Linked DNA regions of Hordeum vulgare: all the other regions are linked to region 3. A link is a contact called in public Hi-C data. All regions are on one chromosome and are shown on one strand. The core of a region is the stretch at or near the end of the contact, and the rest is flanking DNA. Distances in the headings are between cores, read along the strand shown. Region 1 holds the start of LOC123442994 (auxin-responsive protein IAA1-like). Region 2 holds the start of LOC123443002 (transcription factor GTE8-like). Region 3 holds the start of LOC123443000 (cell division cycle-associated protein 7-like).

Region 1 (3,159 bases), core at 157-2,656, 460 kb before region 3:
GCTAAACTATTGGATACAACACATTAAGCAAAAAATAATATCTTGTCGGGAGGGGATTATCTTCCGAATAATACCATACACACTCTCCTTTTCCATTCACAACACCACTAGACTGCCCGAAGACATCCTTGAGATTTAACACAAGGTTGTACGCATTGTTAACTAAAAAACAATTCTTCTCAAAATGCCACGCAATAAAATCATCATCTTCAGACGACATAATACGTAGACTAAATTTTCCTCTGCATCATGGGGATACAACATATTCCTTCAAGCTCGTCCCATCTCCTCGATCCGGTCAAAAATAAATGAGACACCCACTTGAGCCTTGTTTTGTTCCTTTTGCCCGTAATTTTTAGGCCAGAACTTCTCGAAAATCAATTATCTCTCCAAGTACTCATGCTATACCCATAAACAACCCTCCAATTATCAATTGGTTTGCCATGTCGATCAATGATTACTTGATTAGGGGTCAGTCTTTTTGGGCGTCTTAAAAAGTAAGTTGTCTCTCTTTTAGCTTTAAAAAAATAAACAACTCCTCAGATTGACTTGATTAGATGTCCCTGATGACTTTGTCAATCTCGTGATCCGTCTACTCCCTCTGTTCTTAATTTTCTTTCCGGAAGATTCTATTCCAAACTACATATGAAATGAAATGAATGGAACTATATTTTAAAATATATCTATATATATCTGTATGTAGTTCATATCAAAATATTTTAAAAATAATTATACTTTCTTCGTTTTTAAATAATCATAGTTGATTTTTTTAGTTTAGTTTTCTCTAGCTATAATTATTTATGAACGGAGAGAGTATATTTATGAACAGAGGATACAACGCATGTTGTGTTTCTCCAAACAAAATCTCGGAACCATTTTTGACCCTTGGCCAAAAACCAATCGGAACAAGGTGGCGTGTCAGCCGGGAACAAAGCCCCCGCACAAGATTTGGTTCCATCGGGCGCGACCCACCGGCAGCACGGACGGATCCATGTTGGTTGAGGCCGACGGTGCAACCGTACGTGCGTGCGCCCATGATATCGATACGACGCGCGCCCCCAGCAGTTCCGTCCTGGACGGGCCTCCCGCGCCGTCCGCTGCCCATCGCCCGGCCCCGCCGCTCGCCGGTTCCGCGGGCCGCTGCAGGGCGCCCAACCGGCAGCCCGGGCCCACCCGCCCCGTGCCATCCGTTCCGTTTCGGGAAGGCCGACCCCTGCCTCTTTTGCGCTCTGCCCCTCGTGCTTGTCTAGCATTGCACCGCAGCCCTAGCCAGGGATGGAAGCAGGGGCGTAGGTGGAAATAAGGCGTAGGGCTTGTGTCGGTGCGTAAAGCTCGGCGCCGTGACCGTTGACCGTCGGTGACCGGTGGCCGCCCGCCCGCCCGCCCGCCTCTGTCTATAACCAACCTGCCGCCGCCCCGGACCGCACAACACAAAGCTGGACCACAGGCAGCACCAGCCGCAGCAGCCGAGGAAGACGACGCAGCCGACACCGCCGACACGCGCGGAGCTCAAGAGAGGCCGGCGGCCATGTCGGCGGAGACGGAGCGGAGCTCCACGGAGTCCTCCGCGGTGTCCGGGCTCGACTTCGAGGACACCGCGCTCACGCTCACCCTGCGCCTTCCCGGCTCCTCCCCCGCCGACCCCGACCGCAAGCGCGGCGCCTCCTCCTCCTCCTCCTCCCGCTCCCTCGCCGACCGCTCCTCCCTCCTCGCCGAGGCTCCGCCGGCCCCCAAGTACGTGCCGCCGTCCCTCCCCCTCCCTTGTCTGTCTGTTCCCCGTAAAAAAAAGGCTTTCTTGCTTGCGATGAACCGCGCGGGAATTCGTTGGGTTGGGATTGACTGACCTGACTGGGGTTTCCGTTGTTCGTTTGGTTCGCCAGGGCGCGGGTGGTGGGCTGGCCGCCGGTGAGGTCGTTCCGCAAGAATGCGCTCGAGAACGTCGCCGCCGGTTCCACCAGGGCGGCGGCGGCCGCGCCGGCCAAGTTCGTCAAGGTGGCCGTCGACGGCGCGCCGTACCTGCGCAAGGTGAACCTGCGGGACCACGCCGGCTACGACCAGCTCCTCCGCGCGCTCCAGGACAAGTTCCGCTCCCACTTCACCATCAGTGAGTACCTCAGTTCGGCCCCTCCCCGCCTCCGGCCGCTGCTCATGCTTGCCGGCTTCATGTTCTGTTCTCAGCTGACGACGTGCTGGGTGTGGGTGCGCAGGGAAGTTCGCCAACGACGAGAAGAAGCTGGTGGACGCGGTGAACGGGACGGAGTACGTGCCCACCTACGAGGACAAGGACGGCGATTGGATGCTCGTCGGCGACGTCCCCTGGAAGTGAGCTTCTTGCGCCATCGTCCTCTCCTTTAACCTTGATGGTTTCGTTTCTTTACTTACTTACTTATGCAAAGTTTGTGTCCTAACGCTAATTTCTGCTACTATGTGCTTGCATGATTGTTTGGACTGGGTTAATTTGTTTGTCAGGACTGATCAAAGTGCTTATCCTTGATCTGGGTGAATTGACCAAATCCCGTAGTACTTTCACAAGTGATTTTTGTTAAGATTAGATTGCTTGCTTGATTGAGATCTGCAACGGACATGGTTGTGATGAATTGTTTGCTTTACGATTTGGGTAGGAAACACCAAGGTTGCTTTGTTTGCGGTTCAGAGCAAGAGATTGATTTTTCATACGTAATAATTCGATCCCCAGGAGATGTTGTTGGTTGTTGGCACTAACACAGTGCATTGCGTGGGCCTGTAGCATGAGATTTGAACAGATTAATTGCTTCTCTGATTCCGTCTGCATTTATCTTGTTATTGTAGCTTGTATAAGAATATGGCAGACCTGAGCAAAGTGATTTGGGAGCCAACTGAATACCATTTTTAAAGTGAACATAAGCTGTCCCTTTTCCCCCTGAAGTTAATCTGAATTCACCTAGTGGAGCATGGATAATCGAAGAAAACGAATATACTCTGCCTGATTTACTTGCATCTCTGTTTTTGAGCTCATGTCGCATCCAGAGGAATTGACCCTGTGGGTCTTATAAGAATTGGATGTTGGGTCCTTTCTTGGTTCTTGCGCCTCGGTAGTGCATTACAACTATTTGTATGCTATATACCTTAGCACATTATAAGAAAACTTTGATGTCCAGCTTCTTTCCAGTAACAGGGCAG
Region 2 (3,224 bases), core at 688-3,187, 320 kb after region 3:
GATGATCTCTTTCTTGCAAATACGCGTCAACATGCCTCTTCAGTTCAAATAATACTTCATCACTGAGTGCATGGATATCAATCTCTATCTCTCCATCCCCAATGTGCTCTGCTTTGTTGTCAATACACTGCTGTAACAAATCAATGATGTGACCAGGTAATTCTTCTGGGCCCTCGGTCAAAGAAGTTAAGCAGTCTCCAAAGGTTTCTCTCTCCTTGGATGTCATCTTTGGCTTCACAATCTCAGTTAGCCTGACAGGGTCTATTGATAGGTTACTTCGGTCCACAGGAGGGGTCTTCCTCCTCTTTGAGTCAGCCCTATCAGCCTCAACATGTGGCTTAGTGGCGGCAGTAGCTAACTTCTTCTCAACTGTTCTCCATCTGGACTCAAACATTTTATTCAGTTGAATGGCCAGATCATGCACTACATGCCCTCGAGGATTATAAGTTATCGCATTGTTAAAGGTCAGCCTGACATCAGCTGCAAAATCATATGGACTTGCGTAGGAACCAGAATCTAGCTTCTTCTTGATGGTCCCAAGGTCCATCGGGTGCTTGATAATGTCATTATAATCTGGAAGGTTCAGCTTTTCCACGTCTACTGGATCATTAAAAATATGACTACATTTCTGAGTCATCAGCTTCTTAAGGATAGCTTCGCACTGCTTCAGAATTGTAGCTTCAGGCAACACTGTAGACGTTTCAGGCCGGGGTTTTGTTGGCAAGAAGCGTCCCTTGGCACCACGGACAACATGGCTTCCCCGTTGCACTTTTTTAGATCTAGGGGCAGCTGACGATGAGAACGCAGGTGCTTTGCTGACAGGCATGATGGACAAAAACTCTGGCTTCTTGAGGAGTTCTCGAACCGAATCAAGCTCTGTCCGGAATCTCTTCCGAAGGTAGCGCCGCTCAGACGACGACATCTTAGACGGGACAAAGATCTCTCGCTTGACATCAAAGCCATCACTATTAAGGCTGATGCACTTGCGTTTTGGCACAGAGAAATCTTCCGAGCCAACACGAACAGGGCTGCCTGACTCACCCACAGTCTCTGCGTAACCCGCGCCACGGTAGGCTATTTCATCATAACTCCGTTTAGTCTGAATCTGCGGGCCAGACTCCATGCGGACCGTTGGTCCCATGTAACCAGGCGCCAGCGAGGCGCGGATCTGCAGAATAACGACAAACAGCTTCAGAAACCAAATTCAAATCTCTTGCCGGTTGAAACGAAAGCACACAAACCGAGATTTACATGCTGTGCAGCAAAACCCTAACATTACACCTGGCCCTGGGACCAATCCGTGCCAAGCGAGCCTATGTCATGGCTTGAAAGCGGGATATGGCAGCATCATTTGTTATGTTTTTACTAGTGAAATCAGTCAGATCTAAATCCAGACAGAAGCTACAAATGCACATGTCAACGAATGAAATTCAGATTGGAAGGGGATTAATTCACCTTAGGCTTGGAGATTGAGGTCGTTGGCATCTGGAACGAGACCGTGGGGCGCCCCGTGATCCCCTGCCCGGCGTCAACGCCCTCGGCGGCTGTGGCTCGAGGACAGATCCGCCGCTGTGGCTCGACGGTGAGCCGGCTAGCGCCTCCGCCCTCTGCCTACTGTGGGCAGGACTGCCGCCGGGTCACCGTGCGGGCGGGCCACGGGGCCTCCTGGGAGCGGGACGGCGAGCGGCCGCGGCGTGGATTCTCCGGGCTCCGGCCGCGGCGTCGGGTGAGACGGGAGGTGCAGGGTGCGATGCGGTGGGCGTCCGTGGCTGCTTATCCTTTTCCTCGACGAAGCGACCGAGCCCGAACCCCTTGTCCTCGCCGAAGCGACCGAGCCCGAACCCAAAGTAGAGTCGGTTCCTGCGCACGAGTCCAGTCTAGACCCGAAGTGGACCGGAGCTGAGAAGAGCGGAGCGAAACGGTACGATTCGATGCGACTTGACGCGCGGGGGACGGGCGCTCCCTCTAGGTGGGTATTTATAGGAGAGGCGGGGTGCGGTGGGCGGTGCGTGCCGGATCGTGGCCGTCGGTTCGCGGGGATCGGACGGGCAGAGGGGGAGATGTAGGCGCGGGGCCCGCCGGGACCGGCGTGACGTGGAGCGGAGCGCGCTTTGACTTTCTTCCAGAAGGTTTCTGGTTTGGAGAAGGATCGCGCGCTGTCCGACGATGTACCGTGGGGCGACGAGGTTTCCGGGCCCGCGTGTCATTGGGGTTGGGTAGGTTTCGTTCGGTCCCGTGCTGTTTGGGGAGCAGCCGTCTTTTGTCCGGCACGCGGGATCTGGGTGCGGGTGACGGCCTGCTGGATTTGGGGAGCGGTGTGACTTGGAGGTGAAGGCTGGTGACACGTGGAAGCAGGTGGGTCTTGAGACTCCTTTGTCTGCCTGCTGGGTGTTTCTCTCTTGTGAAGTGGAGCGACGGATTTCTTCTCGTCAAAAATGAAGCGAGCAAACCACGTACGGGATAGGAAAATTCCTATTTACCGTTGGATCATCAAAACTATTAGAGTAAAACGAGATTAAACGAAAGTGAATGGATGATTAGTCATGTTTCTATTCTTTATTTTAATAATAAAGCAATTAGTGTTTCTGTCGTTCGTCATTAATACTATCCCTAAAGTTGATATAAATTACCCACTATGCCACCCATAAGTAAAAAACGTTTCAGATTTTCCCACAGTTGCAGTTTGGTTTGTTATTATAAAGAGATGATACGAAAAGAGAGCACAGACACTCGTCCGCCATAGTGACTAAGGCATTGTTGTTCTACGTAGGTGACCAGCGTTTGATCCCCATCCTGTACAGTTTTTCCTTTCAATCCTTTTCTCACGCAGTGTCCTCCCTTCATGAGCCAGGCCGGCGTGTGCGGGGTTGGACTCTTTTATTTTTGTTCGTTTTTCTTTCTTCTTTTCTCATTTTGTTCTCATATTTCTACTCCCCCGTTTTTAAATATAAGACATTTTTGAGATTTCACTAGAACACTATATACGGAGCAAAATGAGTGAATCTACACTATAAAATATGTCTACATGCATCCGTATATAGTTTATGGTGTAATTTTTATTAGGTCTTATATTTAGAAATGGAGGGAGTATAAATTAATTCGGCATATCTAAATTTCCAAAGTGGTGAATTATAAAAATGTTCGCAAAATTATAAATTGTATGTGAATTCAATTTTTTTTAGGAAATCATAAAAGTTTCGTGGATTCAAACAATATTGGTGTAT
Region 3 (3,461 bases), core at 408-2,907:
ATACATCACTAGAAACTCACAGATTCTGACTGCAATAACTTACAACAGCATGTCTTTGTTAATTTTTACATTCTCTTCACACTGAGAATAGACCCTTTTTACCACACAATAAGTGTTATAGGTTCATGTTAATGCTTCTATTTATGCTATAAGTTCAGCAAACTGCACAGATGAGAACGGTCTAGCAAAGGAACGTGTACAAATTTTACAAGAATCTGAGGGGAGGGGGACTTACCGGCACTGATGACAGGTTTGGCCCCTCACTTGATCATAGATGCGCTTACCATCCTTGTCACAACCGTCCACAAAGAGAGTCCAGGGTGTCCCACATGTACCTAAAAGCTTCTCATGCTCTTCTGTGTAAACTTCTTCCTTGCATCCTTCCTCAATCGAGAAAGGCCTTCCACCTTCAAGACCCTTCTCTTTTTTCTCGCAGATTTCAACATAGCTAACCGGCTCCACGCTCTTCAACCTAAATTGAACATGATCGCAAACGAGTAAGATTCACATTAATGCCAGGAAAGGGGCACCTGCGGTGACTGAATGTTAAGGATTGAAGAAAATGAATATCAAAAGTTATCAACCCGCTAGCTTAAACTCAATCAACATAAATACAAGAATTCTTCTGTAGTATTGCCTAATGTAGACCTTTGAACCAAAAAAAGAAGAAAAAAAAACGCCCCCAGATAACTTGATGCACTGTAAAAAGGAATGTAAATTGTCTTCATGTACACAAGAAAGCGACAGTCTCTTACTGAATCTGAACTTGTGGCATGAACTTGACGATAAATATCCCATGAGAAATCAACCTATTTCGGGAAACTAAGGATTTGAGGTGCCAATTTCAGAGGGTAAGCATTAAAATACTACCAAAAGTAGTAGTCAGGGTGAAACAAACGGCCAGGAGCATAATTACCAGATTTCACGTTATACGACCAAATCTATACAACAAACATGAAAAAGGGCAATACTCATACTGCAAAAGGGGAACGAAATTAGCATGTTCATACTTGATGATAGACGCACAAGAATAACAAGCTGCACAAGATGAAGAGCATTTGCAGTGGGATGAAGATGATGAGCAGAAGAGTAATAAGCCGCACAAGAAGTCCGTGGATTCCTCCAATAAACCGAAGAGGAGATGAAGCTACTACATGCCAAGAAGATAGATCCGCCCGCCGCAAACGAACCTGAGAGACCGGCGCGCGGGCGTCGAGGAGGCGGTCCTGATCCTGGGAGCGGCGGCGTCGGCGGGGGAGCCCGGCGTCTCCGGCCTCCGTCGCCAGCGGCCGCGACCGGTGCCGGTGCCGGCGGGGGTGGCGGACTGGTTGAAGCGGGTGGCGAGGTCGACGAGGCCGAGCTTCTGCATCCGCTCCATGTTCTCCCTGATCCTCGCCTCCCGCTCCCGCTCGTAGCCTTCCGCCGCGGCCGTCAGCGGGGACACGGGCGACGGGGTCCTCGGCGCCTCGACCTCGGCCGCCGCCAGCGGGCCCTTGGGCGGGCGGCCGCGGCGCTTCGCCTGCGCCGCCGGGGAGGAGGCCTCCGCGCTGGCGATGGGCTGGGTGGTCGCCATGGCTTCTTCTTCTTCCGGCGGCGGCGGCGTTTCCGAGGTGGCGAGGTTTGTGGGGGAAGGGAGGAAGCCGGGAAACCCCAACGGTTAGATTGAGGTTTTGCCGGTGCGTGCGTGGTGGGGTGATATGTAGTGCGACCGCGCGGTTTACCTCGCCGCGTGCTGCGGTGACCGTTGGGAACCTGCTACTGAGACTGGCAGCTGGGGCCCGCGCCTCGCGGAGAGGGGGGCCGCCGGTCAGTGAGCGGAACCCACGTTCGCGCGAGCTCGTGGGGCTAGCAGTAGTGGATAGTGGGATCACGCCACGCATCGACACGACTGGGGGAGTGTTAAAAATAAATAACTTTAGGGGATAATCCCCGGTAAATGCAGTTCGGCTCTTGGGAGCATACGTTCCTGCGTATTAAAAATGGTTTCTGTAAATGTTAATTTTTTTAGAAAGAAATGCTTGTGTTCATTGTCACATCAAAATGCTACATGCAAAACTTTTAAGGGATAAGCTTAAGCATCTTGTCGTGCGTAAAATGAACAAGTTGAACATCACATGTTACACATATTTTTGTTACAAGTTGAACGTAAAATGTTACCCTATATTCAAATGTTACACATATTTTTTTTTTCCTTCGAAGCATTGCTATCCTGTTTATCGAGCACACTTATTATATTAAAAAAAACACACTTATTATATTAAAAAGAACATCAACAGAAAAGATCATTTTATTTGAATTTACTGTTTATCAGGGAGCACGTGCACCCCATAGCCAAAACAACTCTCACATAATTCCCGCGGAACGACATCTTTATGGACCATTGCGTCCCTCTGATGCGTCTGTTTCCATTGGATATAAGTGTTCATTTGTAATCAATAAAGAACTGTTCGAATCAATTGTTACATTGTTCTATCAATATTGTTAGAAGGGATAAGATGATTGGTTGAATGGTTGGATTGTATTGCTTGAGCCCCGTGGGCATATATATAAAAGTACATGACCATCTTGGAGTAAAAGTCAAGGTAGAAACAATCCTAATCTATCATATACTTCCTAATAATCATTATATTCAACATCCCTTCGCGGTCACAACAGTAGCCACAAAGACGGTGAGACTGAAGAAGAATCTGAAGGTAAGCCCGTGACCCCCCCCCCCCCCCCACACACAGTCATAACGGTCGATGTATCACGGAAGTCGTGAGTGGAGTAAAAACCGACGAGGTTGCTCAAGCAATGAGATAGCCCTTCGTGCTGATGCCGAGGTAGCCAAAAGCATAGGATGGTGTAACCATTATCGAGGTAGCCGTGCAAAGAACGTCGTGGTCGATGTCGAGTCGAGATAGCCGGTGTCAAGGAAGTCGCCATGGAGCTGCGGGCGCAAGGAGGCACCGAGTTAGTCATGGGTGCATTGGTATTGAACTAGTTATGCGCCGGGAAGAAGACGTTGTTGATGATGCTACTTTTAAAATGCATTGGGATTTTCCCCGAATAGGAGAGAAGATGCAACACACTAGAGATAAATATTCCCCTCAGTGAGAATCAAGGTTATGAAACCAATGGGAGAATCACGCAAACCCTCGTCGGCAGCACCTACACACACAAAACCAAACACTTGCACCCAATGCAGACAAAAGGGTTGTCAAGCCCCTTAAACTCGTTACTTGCAAGGATTAAATGCTAATAGATATACAATATAAATATAAGTAAATAACAGAAAATAAATGGCAACAATATTGCTGTAGTTTTTGTAACATTATTTGAGTAGACCCTTGGGCCATAGTTTTCGCTAGAGGCTTCTCTTTTGAAAATAGCATACGGTGGGTAGACAAATTGCTATCGTCTAATTGATAGAATAACACATATTTATGACATCTTATTCAAGGCAATAATCATGTATATAG

Evidence for each region. A called contact is a pair of places that touch in the nucleus more often than the background predicts.
Region 1: a Hi-C map of leaf shows a contact between it and region 3, with 2.9 times the contacts expected there. The contact joins the promoter of LOC123442994 here to the promoter of LOC123443000 in region 3. A contact is called at or near these places in 2 of 6 Hi-C or Micro-C datasets (leaf and seedling).
Region 2: a contact with region 3 is called in a Hi-C map of leaf, with 4 times the contacts expected there. The contact joins the promoter of LOC123443002 here to the promoter of LOC123443000 in region 3. A contact is called at or near these places in 3 of 6 Hi-C or Micro-C datasets (leaf and seedling) and 1 of 1 datasets of contacts at active chromatin or transcription factors (embryo).

What each region holds. Positions count from the first base shown.
Region 1 is chr3H:68,173,248-68,176,406 of MorexV3_pseudomolecules_assembly, forward strand. It overlaps LOC123442994 (auxin-responsive protein IAA1-like), which reads left to right and starts at 1,407. Exons shown (of 5, transcript XM_045119202.1): 1 at 1,407-1,734; 2 at 1,881-2,104; 3 at 2,208-2,322. The coding sequence starts at 1,529.
Region 2 is chr3H:68,946,255-68,949,478 of MorexV3_pseudomolecules_assembly, forward strand. It overlaps LOC123443002 (transcription factor GTE8-like), which reads right to left and starts at 1,938. Exons shown (of 10, transcript XM_045119210.1): 1 at 1,456-1,938; 2 at 1-1,168. The coding sequence starts at 1,485.
Region 3 is chr3H:68,629,247-68,632,707 of MorexV3_pseudomolecules_assembly, forward strand. LOC123443000 (cell division cycle-associated protein 7-like) reads right to left here and starts at 1,658. Exons shown (of 5, transcript XM_045119208.1): 1 at 1,191-1,658; 2 at 236-472. The coding sequence starts at 1,573.